Regions from separate parts of the Sus scrofa genome. Here region 1 is linked to region 2. The links are chromatin contacts, called in public HiChIP or PLAC-seq maps. All regions are on one chromosome and are shown on one strand. Each heading gives the region's core, a stretch centred on a gene start, on an enhancer-like site or on the middle of the called end of the contact. The rest is flanking DNA. Distances are from core to core; before and after follow the strand shown.

Region 1 (6,654 bases), core at 2,386-4,885, 270 kb before region 2:
GATCAAGCATCCTCTCACACAGTCAGCTCTTATGTAATGTTTGAAATGTTTTCCATATTTTCTTTAGAGTTAAGATTAAGTTTTTTTTCTTTCTTTCTTGTCTTTTTTTTTTTTTTGTCTTTTTGCCTTTTCTGGGGCTGCTCCTGCGGCATGTGGAGATTCCCAGGCTAGGGGTCTAATCAGAGCCACAGCAACCTGGGATCTGAGCTGCGTCTGCAACCTACACCACAGCTCACGGCAATGCTGGATCCTTAAACCACCGAGCAAGACCAGGGATCGAACCTGCAACCTCATGGTTCCTAGTCAGATTCGTTAACCACTGCACCATGACGGGAACTCCAAGATTAAGTTTTCAGTGGAAAAAATATTCCTAGATAATTCAGTTCTTTTATCTCAGTACCAGAGAACAGGTCATAAAACTAATATAATTGTACTTATATTTCTGCAACAATAAATTAATGATCAAATCAATTAATGTTAATGACTTCGGGCTTATTCCATGAAAAATTTTAAATATGCTTATAGTAATAAGCATTTATGTGCATATACAGTGCATTAAAGAGGATGACCTGCCATGTAGTTCACTACAATGCTTGTCTTCTTACCAGGCTTGATGAGAGGAATCATTTCTTAACACGTTCACAGGGACCTTAATCTCACCTAGGAAAACATCTTGGACCAGGTTTCCATTGTTCCACAAGTCGATCCTGAAAATTTAAAACTAGTTTTACTTTTTGAAAACAATGTGTAGGAGAACACACACAGACAAATGGCTTCAAATTACTATGATTCTTATTATATCACTAATTTTAGGGTTCTGGGTACTTTGACATAAGTGTCTTTGCCACAGACATCTTTGCCTCAAGCATTTTTGCCACAAACATTTTCACCACATAACTAATTAGTCATAAGGCAATTTTTGTCATAAATGATAAAAAGTAAAAGACATTAAAAAAGACACAAGTACCTAAAACATGAAAAATGAATAATAACTAAAAGACTTCACTGCAAAATACAAAATGTTTGAATACATTCAAAATGTATGTAGATTCACGGCAATACGGTACAAATAAATGATTTTATTTTCTGGGCTATACCTAAGCACTTGTCCTCCAAGTCTTTCATTCACAGTATTTAACACATTGTTTTTGCTTGTTGATTTGTCTCCTTATTTGGCATTGTACTTTTTTGCTATAATTTCTTCCTTCCTTAGGAGAGGTATAAGTTTCTAAACACTAGGATGCATATTTGTTTCTGAGCTTCGTATTGCTTCTTAGCATACTGTCACATGTCTATTGATAGATGTTTCAAAATTCTGTGGAAAACATGGGTTCAACTCTGTGCCTTTGTGGCCCTCAGACTATTTCTCCTCCAACATGGTGTATTTCAAAATAAGAAACTCTCAGGGAAAATCATCGTCATCTATCAGCTCGATAAAGCTATCGATAACGTCACCAACTGGAACAAATGCCAACACATTTCAACCAGTTGAAACCAAACTGTCAGACAGTTATTTTATCTTTCACAGCAAATTTGACTTATAGCCAATTAGTTCTGCAGCTAAAATGTTTGTGGCAGAAATATCTATAGCAAAGATGCTCATGGCAAAGACACTAAATGGCCTAAGTACCAGACACATAATCTTACATGCTTAAAAATAAGAGAGTTAGCACTGTCATATACCTATCTAAAATAAGAAAGCAGAATACTGCAGTAGATTTTACTTAAAAGCACAGAAAGTACATAATTATCTTAATCTAAAAGAAAGCACTTAAGTTTCTTAGTTTCAAAGTCTAGGCTTTATTTCAACCTATAGCAATAAGGATTATACAGTTACTTTTTTGAATTTGAGAAAAGAAACCAACACAAGACTACAGTTTCTTTCTCAATTAAAACCAGTTAATATGTAAAAACTGGTGATTTAGACAAATACATTACCTGATCATTCCAAACATGTGATTAATACATCCTTTAGATGAACACACTGTTAACACCACACCTATACATGCATTTACAAAACTTTCCCCCTCCCAAAAAGCATAGATATTTAAGACCTAGGAAATAACGCAAACTTCAAACACATGCACCTGTTGAATTATCTTACAAGACTTCTTACCTCACTGAAATTTCTGTTAGACAGCAGATATGTTAAGAAGAATAAAAAAATTATTTCTAAATTGGCTAATATATACTTTTCTATATATACTTTGCATCCATTATGCTATGATTTCGAAATTTAAGAGCAATTAAATTTGGGGAAAACTGAAAATATAATAGGTGGAAGTTAGATCATTTGTGGTTTTTTATGTTTTGTTTTTTTTCTCTTTGGGGCCACACCTGAGGCATATGGAAGTTCCCAGGCGTGGAATAGGAGCTGTAGCTGCCAGAGTATGCCACAGCCACAGCAATGGCAGATCTGAGCCGCATCTGCAACCTATGCCATGGCTTGCAGCAATGCCGGACCCTTAACCCATGGAGCTAATCCAATCAAACCTTCATCTTCATGGATACTAGTCAGGTTTTTAACCTGCTGAGCCACAATGGGAACTCCTGGTCATTTTGTTTTTAAAATAAATACACCTTGACTATTTCTGCAAAGAAATCAGAATTTGAAGATAATCTGGATTTAAAATTAGATGCATGTTCCTCTAAGTTTGTTTTTTTCCCTTGTAAGTTTCATTGATCAACTTGCTAAAAAGAATTCTGTTATGCTTGATTCACCTTTTTCAGTTAAATTTAGGATTTTCTTTTGGCACAGAAAAATTTAATTCTGTAAAACCCCAAAACACATACCTAATCTCCAGCTTTTCAATGTCCTCCTCTTCTACCTGGAACTGGGACTTTCTGGTATAACTACTGGATCTTGTTACCTATAAACAAAATATTTTAATATAAGAATTTTAAAATACCTTTTCACTACCTGAACTTTACAAAACTACCAGTCCTAAAAGGTTCAACAGCGTTTATTAAAAACAAAGGAAAATGCCTAAGTAATATTTTACTCAAAAGCTAAATACAAGAATAGCTATGGAAGTAGCAGAGAGGTAAGGTGGTGTAAAACTATCAAAATCAATCTTGCCTCCATACCCTTCCTTATCAGTTTGATACACAGCAACACTGGGTTCTCTGGCTTGCATGTAATCTGTCGGTGACTCAGAGTAAAAGCATTCTATTTCAGTGAAGACTTTCCCACATTTCTTAAGATGCCAATGCCACCCTCACACTTCCTTCTCACATTTTTACCGAAAGTATCAAGGCCACCGCAGGAACTTCCTCAACTACTGTCCACCTGAGCACGTCTGTTCTCACCTAGCCCTGTCGTTACTTGATGAGTTTTCTCATCCTCTTCTGAACAAGAGCATGAGATGATCCTCCTCTTTTCTAAGACTGCTCCACCCACACACAGGATGCAGTAAGCATACAGTAAGCATTCAATCTATTTTAATTACAGCTTTCTTTACCAGACTGTTCACCTCACTCGAGTCTGAGAAAAATTCTCCCCTTAAATTACGGTCTTCCTATCTCTTTCCTTTCACAGACAAATATCTCAAAACTGTTATCCATCCTTACAGCCTCCACTTCCTCACCACCCACTCACTACAGAAACTCCTTACAATCTGGCTTCCTCACACATCACCCTCCTAAAACCCTCTCTTAATCACCAAGTCTGATGATGAATTCTTAGTTCTCACCTTCCTTGACCCCTTTATCTGAATGAGTGACCATAGAGTCATACTCCCTTTTCCCCAAGATACCCTTTTCCTGCGTTTACAGAGGCACTATCCTGGCTACTTCCGCTCCCTTTGCTTCTTTCTCTGGTACCTCTTCTTCCTCGAAACTTAGAGATATGGGTGTTCTCCAGGTTTTATCTTTCATTTTGCTCTAAGAGCTGCACAGTGCTGTGCAGTTTACAAAGTGCTTTCACGTCCATTATCTCCTGTGTTCATCAGAACACTGCTCTGAAGCAGGCAGGGCTAGATTTATTACCCTCATCTTGAAAATGAGGAAGCTAAAGTACAGAAATTAAGAGACATACTCAAAGCTGAATACTTAATATGTGGCAAAACTGAGCTTCTTTACTTTTCTTCTTTATTATATACCTCTGCTCCCTGGCTTTTTCTTGACTCTCTGCAAGCAATTCTTGATTCTTTATCTATAACCATCACGCATCCTAGTTATGAACTTCCTATGGGAAGACTTTACATGTCAAACCTCAAGCTCATTATGCCCCAAACTGAACCACTTATGTTTTCCTTCTTAACTTTTCTATTTTTCCAGATTTGAAATCATGAGAACATTTGACTTCTTTTACCTTTTCTGCTATAACTGATTTGTTACCTTGCCATTTGCAGTTTCTTTCTCATTCGTTTCTTCCTATTTCCATATTATTCTCTTAGATCAGACCCCTGCCTCCCTCTTGCTTTTTCCTTTCTTTTTACCCCCCTTTTTACAGCCATACTTGTGGCATATGGACGTTCCCAGGCTAGGAGTCAAATTGGAGCTGCAGCTGCCGGCCTACACTACAGCCACAGCAACAATGGATCCCAGCTGAGTTTGCAACCTACCACAGCTCACGGCAACGTCAGATCCTTAACCCACCAAGTGAAGCCAGGGATCAAACCTGAGTCCTCATGGATACTAGTCAGGTTTGTTACCGCTGAACCAAGACAGGAACTCCGCTTTTTCCTTTTTTTAAAAAACACCTAAACTACAATATTCTCTTGATCTCTGTTCTCTCTCTCTCAGCCATCTAGCCCACAGACCATGGTTAATTCTTCCCAAAACACTGCATTACTCTTATTACCTCCCAGCTAAAAAACATTCAGTGGGTAACATGGCACGTCAGCTTGGCTTTCAAGGCCTTTCATTAGTTGGTCCTACTTTATCTTTTCAAGCTCAGTTCCATCACTCCTTTTTAGTCAAATCACTACTTGCTACTCTTTGGACATAACTGCTTTTCCGACTCTATGTCTCTGCTCAAAATGTTCCTTCTCTAATACTCTTTCCTTTGGCTCCACTCAGCAGGAGCAGAGCTCTCCAAAATCTACTACTGCGTTTTTCTGCTGCATGTATGTATGCATGTGCATGCACTGGGTCTCTTGCTCTAGCTAGAGATCAGAGGTTGAACTTTATAATCAACTCAACAAAGGGCCCTTTGAATGAATGTTTCAAGGCCTAACAGGTATGCATGCATATAGCAAACAGGTCAGGCCTTGACTTTCAGAGGACCATCTGCTTGCTGCTGCAAGTTGTCCCTTTTCTGTTTTCTCCAGGTTAGATGTAACAGCCATTTTAAAATATAGAACAACTGAACTAAGTAAGTCCTTAGCCAGGAAATGGAAAGGTCTCACATTGGTACATTTTCCTTTGCTTTTCTTTCTCCCTTGCTTCCACCCCCAACAATTCTTCCTACTTCAATTTTGGCATTCTCAGCGGTGTTCCTTTATTAAATTACAGTAATCAGAAGTTCTGTTGTGCCACAGAGGAAACAAATCCAAATAGGATTCATAAGGATGTAGGTTCGATCCCTGGCCTCACTGAGTGGGTCATGGATCCGGCTTTGCTGTGAGTTGTGGTACTGGTCGCATATGCAGCTTGGATCCCACATTGCCATGGCTGTGATGCAGGCTGGCAGCTGTAGCTCCAATTTGACCCCTAGCCTGGGAACTGCCACTGCCATATGCCACAGATAGGGCCCTAAAAAGCAAAAAAAAAAAAAAAAAAAGCGCAGTAATCAGGCATGGCTAGATGCACCCTCACTCTCTTCACTTTGAAATATAAAGAAAAACACACAAGGAAAAACACGAAACGTAACTTTTTCAAATCTTCCCTACATGTCAAATCTCAAATGCAACATATTCTATGGTTAGAACACAATCTAGAATACAGCACTTGATTATTTTTGTTTTTTTCCTGTAGTTTTCAAATAATATGAAAAAGGATTTCTTTAACAAATGTTCCACATAAAGAACTCAAAAACCCTATATCTGGAGCAACTTCAAGGCAGCTCAAGTTCTCTATGAAAACAAGCATGTGTCCATCAAGCAATTTATCTAAAAAGAACTTAATAGTAAGGCCTTAATCATACAGTACTTTATAGTCTCAAAGAACCGTCACATTTGAACCTCATTAAAACTCTATGAGTTAGGAAGGACTGCTACTGTTTTCTCTTACAAAATTTTCCTTTCACAGGATGAGAAATTTGAGTCTCCTATGTAGTGATTTGTTCAAACACAACTGGGACTAGAGCTCAGATCTACCAAGTGATAATGTACTTATTTCACTAGCGGTTTTCAAAGAGTATTGTGCAGAAGAGTCCTAGTGTCACTGCACATGCAGACAGGCTGGATCAGATGAGAGTGTATGTGAAAGGGTGTGATACTGATGATGAGTGAAGAGTGGATGTGGTCCTAGACCTCTCCATCCTGAAATCAATCAGAGCTCTGCCATTGTTTTATGCACTAGGCCTCCGCTGTCTTAAACCATGATTCTATTGCTTTCGGGAAAGAGATGCTTAGTTGCATTAGATGATAAAATTATGACCATGGCCCAAATTTGAAAAAATAAGTAAATCAGCATTCAATATTCAATATTTCATGTTAACATTTAAATAAAACAAAAAGTTACCTCAAAATAAAAGATTTCATTAAACTG
Region 2 (6,725 bases), core at 2,737-5,236:
GGCTAACCTTGCCTTCTCCACGGCCAGGGAGATCTACATAAAAGGCAACCCCGACTGTCACTGCCTTTCCACAGTGCTACCTTCCCAAGGAGCCACACACAACTGGCAGTCTATTCTGGCCCCACCTCACTCGGAGGCCCAGGACTCCCTAACGCTGCACTCTGGCCACACGCAATATCCACCTCTGTGGTCCAGCACACCTGTTCTTTTGTGCTTCCAAGATGTTCCACATGCTGCCTCTTCCTCCTAGAAAACCCAGCCCAGCCTTCACAGGGATAACCCTTAATCTTTAACTGATGTGACCCCCTGGAAATCTCCTGAGAAGAAAGTAAACTGATTAAGATAACCCAGATCTCTATAACTCACTATACATTTTGCACATAGGTATTTCATTGCCTGTGTGGTGGTAATGAATAGTGAAAAAACAGGTTATTTATGTGATCTGACATTATTTGTATTTCTGCCATGAAGCACACATGGTGAATCGAGATTTATCCTTTTTGTCACTAATACACAATTTCCCTGAAAAATGAAATGACCTATGAATATATACGCATTTTCTCTGAATAATGAAATGACCTATCAATATACACACCTTTTCACTGAATAATGAAATGGCCTATAAATGTTTACACATTTTCCATCTGAATAGAGGTAGATAGATAGAGCAGTTCCCAACTAAACTAAATCAGCATGAAAAGAAGCAAAGATAAATTGTTTAATGGCAGACCCCTGCTGTCTGAAAGCCTAATTAACTGTGGCAATGCTTTTAGAATGGCTGCCAAAATAGATTTATTATCTTTCAAAATACATAAAGCTAAAAAAAATTCCATTAAAAATATGTTTTAAAATTAGAGAATGCTAATCCTGTCATGCAGTGGAGTCCAATAAATCACCCTGGATTGCTGTAGGACATTATGGCTTTCCATAAAAACAGAGGGGATGTTATTTTTCCTGAAGCTAAAATACATAAATATCTGCAAACTGGGAAATAAAATGTCCAGACTGATAATGAGGCTGCCAAAACAAATCCACATAAACAAAGGCTATCCATCAACGGGAGTCAAATGTTCTGCTCCAGGCCATTATTTCAGGTTGGTGATTTCTGAGGATCTGAGAAAGCTTTGCTGCCAATTTTAGAAATGAAATTTCACTACTGAGAATATTTGCTGTGATGTCCTAGGTTTTCAGGGCATCCGACTGCTTAAGGATGCATTACTATCTAACTGTATTCATGGGAACTTGTTTTTGATATGGAAAGATGAAGATTTATCTTCTATCTCTTCACTTATGGTAGAGATCACAAATGACTGGGTCTTTTGTACAGGAAGAAGATCAGGTAACCTGACTCAGGGAGCCTCTCTTGGATCTGAATGACCAGGTCCTGCCGCTATCTCTGGAGCTGAGAGGGCACCTACCTAGCATGTGGCAGAGACCCCCAAAACACATGTGAATGAATCCCACTGTGAAGTACCCCATCCTTAGATGCTCCATGTAAAGTTCATGCCTTCTATAGTTTGCAGTAATGAATATGGCAAGTTCCAACTGTGTTTATTAAAAGAGTCAGATTTTGATGTAAATATTAAAAATAAAGGCCAGGTGGAGTTCCGGTTGTGGGTTACCACTAACAAACCCGACTAAGTATCCATGAAGATGCGGATTCAATCCCTGGCCTCGCTCAGTGGGTTAAGGATCGGTCATTGCCATGAGCTGTGGTACAGTTCACAGACAGGCTTGGAGCCCACGTGGCTGTGGCTGTGGCGTAGGCCAGCAGCTGCAGCTCTGACTAGACCCCTAGCCCAGGAACTTCCAAATGCTGCACGTCTGGCCCTAAAAAGCAAAATAAGTAAAGGCCAAGAGTTCCTGCTGTGGCACAATGGGATTGCTGGTGTCTCTGCAGAACCAGGACACAGGTTCGATCCCTGGCCCAGCACAGTGGGTTAAAAGGATGCAGTGTTGCTACTGCTGCAGTGTAGGTTGCAACTGTGGCTCAGATTCAGTCTCTGGCCTGAGAACTTCATGTGCTGCGGGGTGGCCAATAAATAAATAAATAAATGCCACCGAGAGTGAAACTATTACTTGTGAACCTCTTTGACCAAACTTTAGTCTCCTCTGAACCCTCTTCGGAACAAGGCCTTAACCTTTGGACTTTCATGGTCTTTGTTTTTTTTCGCGTCTTTTTTTTTTTTTTTTGTCCTCTTAGGGCTGCACCGGTGGCATATGGAGATTCCCAGGCTAGGGGTCTAATCCGAGCTACAGCTGCCAGCCTACGCCACAGCCATAGCAACGCCAGGTCCTTAACCCACTGAGCGAGGCCAGGGTTCGAACCTGCAACCTCATGGTTCCTAGTTGATTCGTTTCCACTGTGCCACTAGGGGAAATCCTGGACTTTCATGGTCTTTGGATTTATGTATATCTTTGCATATCCCAGTTTTAGCAAAAATCCTGCTAAGTCAGTTTAACCAGACTCTCCCACTCTTGATATTTGACCAGATCCCTGAACTTCCCACCCCCATGGTATCTGATCACCCTAGTCTGCCTTCAGCAAGATGCCTGTGGAGTCAGTTTAGCCAGAACCCCTCACCCCTGATATCTCCTCTGAGTAATTCTCCATCCATTGACCACCCCCCCACACCCTGCTCCTTGGCTGTAAGGCCCCATTTGTTCATTCTGCATTTGGAATTGAGCCCAATTCTACCCCTACTGTTTTTACTGCTTTGTCTACTGTCTGGCTCTGGTTTTTCTTCAACAGTTATACACTAAAATCTATTCTTCTCTTCTTGGGAACTTGGTTAGATCCCATTTCTGAGGTCCTGGTTCAGGGGGCCATGTGACTAAGTATTCACTAATGGAATGGAAGGATGTTAGGCTTTCAGATCATGGACATGCCCCCTCCACACTCTCTTCCTTCCCTCTGGCCACTGCTCAGGCACAGCTGCAACCAAGGTTCAGTCACATAGACATCCCTAGGGCATGGTGGAAACAACCTGGAAAGAACCCGGGACCCTGAATGACCAGGTGGAACCAAGTCATACAACCTGGAACACTCATTCAGACCTTCATGCAAGGAAGAGATAAACCTCTGTAATCCAAGGCAATGCATCCTTGGCTCTCTTTATTATAACAGCATGCAGCCTGGCCTTACCCTAACTAACACAGAAATGATTATGAGTTTTCTTCAGGAAAAACCCATGTATTCGCCTTGGAATTCTACTTTCATTTTGGAAATTGAAAGAACCAGCAGTGCTACTACCTTAGGCCTTCAAACAATTCACTGCAGAGCTCTTATTTACATTTCTATATGCATTTTATTTACATTTTTTATACCCATTTATGCCACAAAGTTTGGGACAGAAGGCTAATCTACACGCCTATAAGAAAACATTGTGCTTTGGTCACAATCAAAGCAACTACTGAATTCTGCACAGAACACTGAAACAAGCCGAGAAGAGGTATAAGACTAGTGACCCTGGGAATTCCTGTCTTGGAGCAGCGGAAACAAATCTGACTAGGAACCATGAGGTTGTGGGTTCAATCCCTGGCCTTGCCCAGTGGGTTGGGGATCTGGCATTGCTGTGAGCTGTGGTGTAGGTCACAGATGAGGCTCCGATCTGATGTGGCTGTGGCTGTGGCTATGGTGTAGGCCGGCAGCTGTAGCTCCAATTAGTCCCCTAGACTGGGAGCCTTCAAATGCCACCGGTGCGGCCCTAAAAAAATAGCAAAAGACTAGTGACACTTTTATCAGAAAAAAGTTTAAAAACTTTATGTGACTGGACACTGGAATAAGTTTTTACCATTTACGTTAATTCAAGAATGTATTATATTTTTATAAACAAAAAAGATAATATACTTTCTTTAGTCTTTAGGTTCCTAGTTTTTTTTTTTTTGCTCTATTTGACGTGATTACCCGCCTTCCTTCCCCTTCCTGAAACCCTCCTGCCTTCTTCCTCTTTGCAAATTCACCATCTCCTCCTGGGCCCCTCCTTTCTCTCTGGGCTATAACTGGTTGCGGCTCTCATAGGACTGTTTCTGGCCCTTCCCTCGCTCCACAGGCTATGTGTGTGTGTTACTATGCAAGCCTCAGCTTCACCTGCCATCTACATACATGCTGAACTGTCAAATCAACCTCTGTCTCACAGCAAGACCATGTTCCTGAGCCCCACAGCTACACAGAGGCAGCTTCCCCTACAAAGACGTTGAGAGTCATGGAAGGCGTCCCTGTGAAGGGAAACAGCAGGGCGTCTGGCTATACTGATTCTGCTTCTTGCAAACCCCCACCCTTGCTGGCCCAGACAGGCTCCTTCACAAGGCAGGCAGGAGTCATGGGCACACTTCAGGACATACAGCCTTCAAAGAGGCCACAATTTATGAAGCCTCGTGAGGCTGAACTGGCACCTGCGAAGGCAGCAGGCATAGCTGGTGACCCAAATCCCACAGTCACAGGAGATTCAGAGGCCCAAAGTGGGTCCCCTTTGCTGGGAGTCCTGTTCACTCTTACCCAGAAATGTGTGCTTATAGTGACAAGTCAACTTCGATTGTTTTTAAAGCTGGAATTCATTAAATGCCATTAATTAATTAAACATGCATACCCCACCCATTTTCTATAAAGGCCTGAAAGTAGCTTCTAAAAATACAGAACGCTGAATAACACAGAACTAGGCCAAAAGATCAAGGCGAAGGGAAATGAGGACAGAGGTGGCCAGAGCAGCTGGTCCCCAGGACATTCGCCCCTCAAGTGGGAGTTCCAGAAACAGGGCCCTGCCATTGCTGGGGCAGAACAGCGGCCCTGGGAGCTGGCCTGGCTTTATGACCACAACTGAGAGAGGAAGAGTCTGGGCCTGGAAGACTCCAGGCTGTGGTGATAAATAAAACACCACTTATCAAGTTTTCAGTGGAGATCAGGCTCAGAGCTTTACCCCATCACCTTAGTTGGATTTCAGAGGGATATTTTAGGGAAGTATTACTATCCCCTGCTCCAGAACAAAACACTGAGGCTCAGAGAGGTGAAGGGATTTGCCTTCCATCAAATAGGTGACCACGGCTTTAGACGATTTCACCGCTGAGGTTCAAATCTACTACAATAGATACACAAAGCAATGATGACCTGTGATTCTCACTGAGGTCCTGAGTTCATTCTGCAATGGACCCAGTCCAACAACGATTACATGTGGGCTCGGGCTGGGCACAGTGATACAGGAAGGAGTGAGACTCGGTGCCCTGAGAGCTGGTGGTGAGTGGAGGGAAGAGAGAACGATGCCGGGCAGACAAGCTGCAGAGTACCCCAGGGATGGCTGTGAGCTGCCCAGTGGCCCCACCCCATGGGTCCCGTCCCTGGGAACAACTAAGTGGCCTCCAGAGGCCTCCTGGTGCCCAGGTGCCTGCCAGCAACCACTGACTGGTCTAGGGACAGACCCATTCTCACACCTGGGAATCTGAAGTCCAACAAGAGAAAGGGGGGCAGAAGCTGTGAGCTGCCTGGGCTGAAGCATGGTACCACCCACAGAGTTCTGAGGCTGCCCTATGTCCGGCCAGCTCAGAGGCCTAGTAGTCCAGCCAGGTCACTGTTCAAAGGGCAGATATCCAGTGAGCAATGGCAGGGCTGTGCCAGTTGTTAACACGCTAATGCTCTGCTGTGCCCGGTGGAGCAAAGCCACTTCCCTGAGCTGCCCTCCCTTCATCCCACCCTGTGCTCTCCCGCCACTCTGGATGCTCTAGCCCAGAAACTAAAGGCTGCAAGCACACCACCAGCACAGCACCTTTCCCCTAGTCCTAAAGCCAGCTGAGGTCTGGTCATTAAATATTTTGTCCTGGGATCCTTCCCATATACCCTGCTTTTCGGGTTGAGTGAGGTGGTGGCAGTGCCAAATATAAGCAGAGGATCCCTCCTAACACACAGGGAGTTTCCTAGGAGGGGTTCTATCTCAGGAGGCCTGGAGGGATCTAGAGGAGGGGGCCAGCAAGCCAAACGGCAGGTGCAAAGGCCTAAAGGGGGAAGGGCTGGCAGGCAGTGGTTGGCAGGGGCAGAGGGTTCCAGCAGAAAGGCTGGTAGAGAGGGCTGGAGATGAGGAAGAGAGCCAGCGTCTGTGCAGGTTGGACTCGACCTAGGGTGTTTTCCAGCCCTTGGAACAAGAGGACATGCATCCATGATTGCTGAACATAGAAAAATAAGGCTGTCAACTTCGTGACCTCCAGCAGGAAATGAAAGGCTAGAGTCACACGGTATTTCATGATGTTTTTACATAAAATGATTCACTTCATCTTCCCCAGGATATTAGACAATAAGAAGGCTGAGATGCAAAAGATGAACCTGGAACTCCTGGGTCCACACCACAGCCCACTGTAAACTGACAGCCAGACTGCAGGGAGGCAATGCATAGTTCCAGCAGGCTGGCACCACCTGGGGCAAGGTGGCACTCAAGGCACCCCATCAAAATAATGTCTTCCCCACCGAGCACTTCCCCCCGTTTCCTCTCCTCATTAGTAAATGCTACTTGGGGTGTTACGTGCCTCCAAACCATTTGCTGAGGCCTGGCCCATCACTTTATTGCTAACTGTGCCTCTCATTTTATAAAGAGCCTTGCCATTTCCACATGCACACTTTCTTTTCTCTTTCCAAGTATTTTTCATCCAAAGGCCTCTCAACTGAGAACAGGCTGTCTCTACTCCCATGAAGAATGAAAAGGCAGAAGGAATGTCTTCCATGTGTGTGGCTTTGCAACTGGTAA

The links. HiChIP or PLAC-seq counts read pairs in DNA pulled down with a chosen protein or histone mark.
Region 1: a contact with region 2 is called in an H3K27ac HiChIP or PLAC-seq map of alveolar macrophages. The contact joins two enhancer-like sites. A contact is called at or near these places in 8 of 47 Hi-C or Micro-C datasets (alveolar macrophages, blood, omental adipose tissue and 3 more) and 1 of 2 datasets of contacts at active chromatin or transcription factors (alveolar macrophages).

The regions. Positions count from the first base shown.
Region 1 is chr13:82,300,627-82,307,280 of Sscrofa11.1, reverse strand. RASA2 (ras GTPase-activating protein 2) reads right to left here. Exons shown (of 24, transcript XM_021069545.1): 7 at 6,628-6,654; 8 at 2,794-2,870; 9 at 606-707. Among named protein-coding and RNA genes, the nearest start is that of RASA2, 74 kb to the right of the region's middle. Within about 2 kb of position 3,635, at least 3 of the 83 cell types and tissues checked have an H3K27ac peak or open chromatin away from gene starts, as enhancers often do. A contact at or near this core is called in alveolar macrophages, where this site is marked.
Region 2 is chr13:82,030,227-82,036,951 of Sscrofa11.1, reverse strand. The region is part of intron 5 of PXYLP1 (2-phosphoxylose phosphatase 1); the gene reads right to left. Among named protein-coding and RNA genes, the nearest start is that of PXYLP1, 82 kb to the right of the region's middle. Within about 2 kb of position 3,986, at least 5 of the 83 cell types and tissues checked have an H3K27ac peak or open chromatin away from gene starts, as enhancers often do. A contact at or near this core is called in alveolar macrophages, where this site is marked.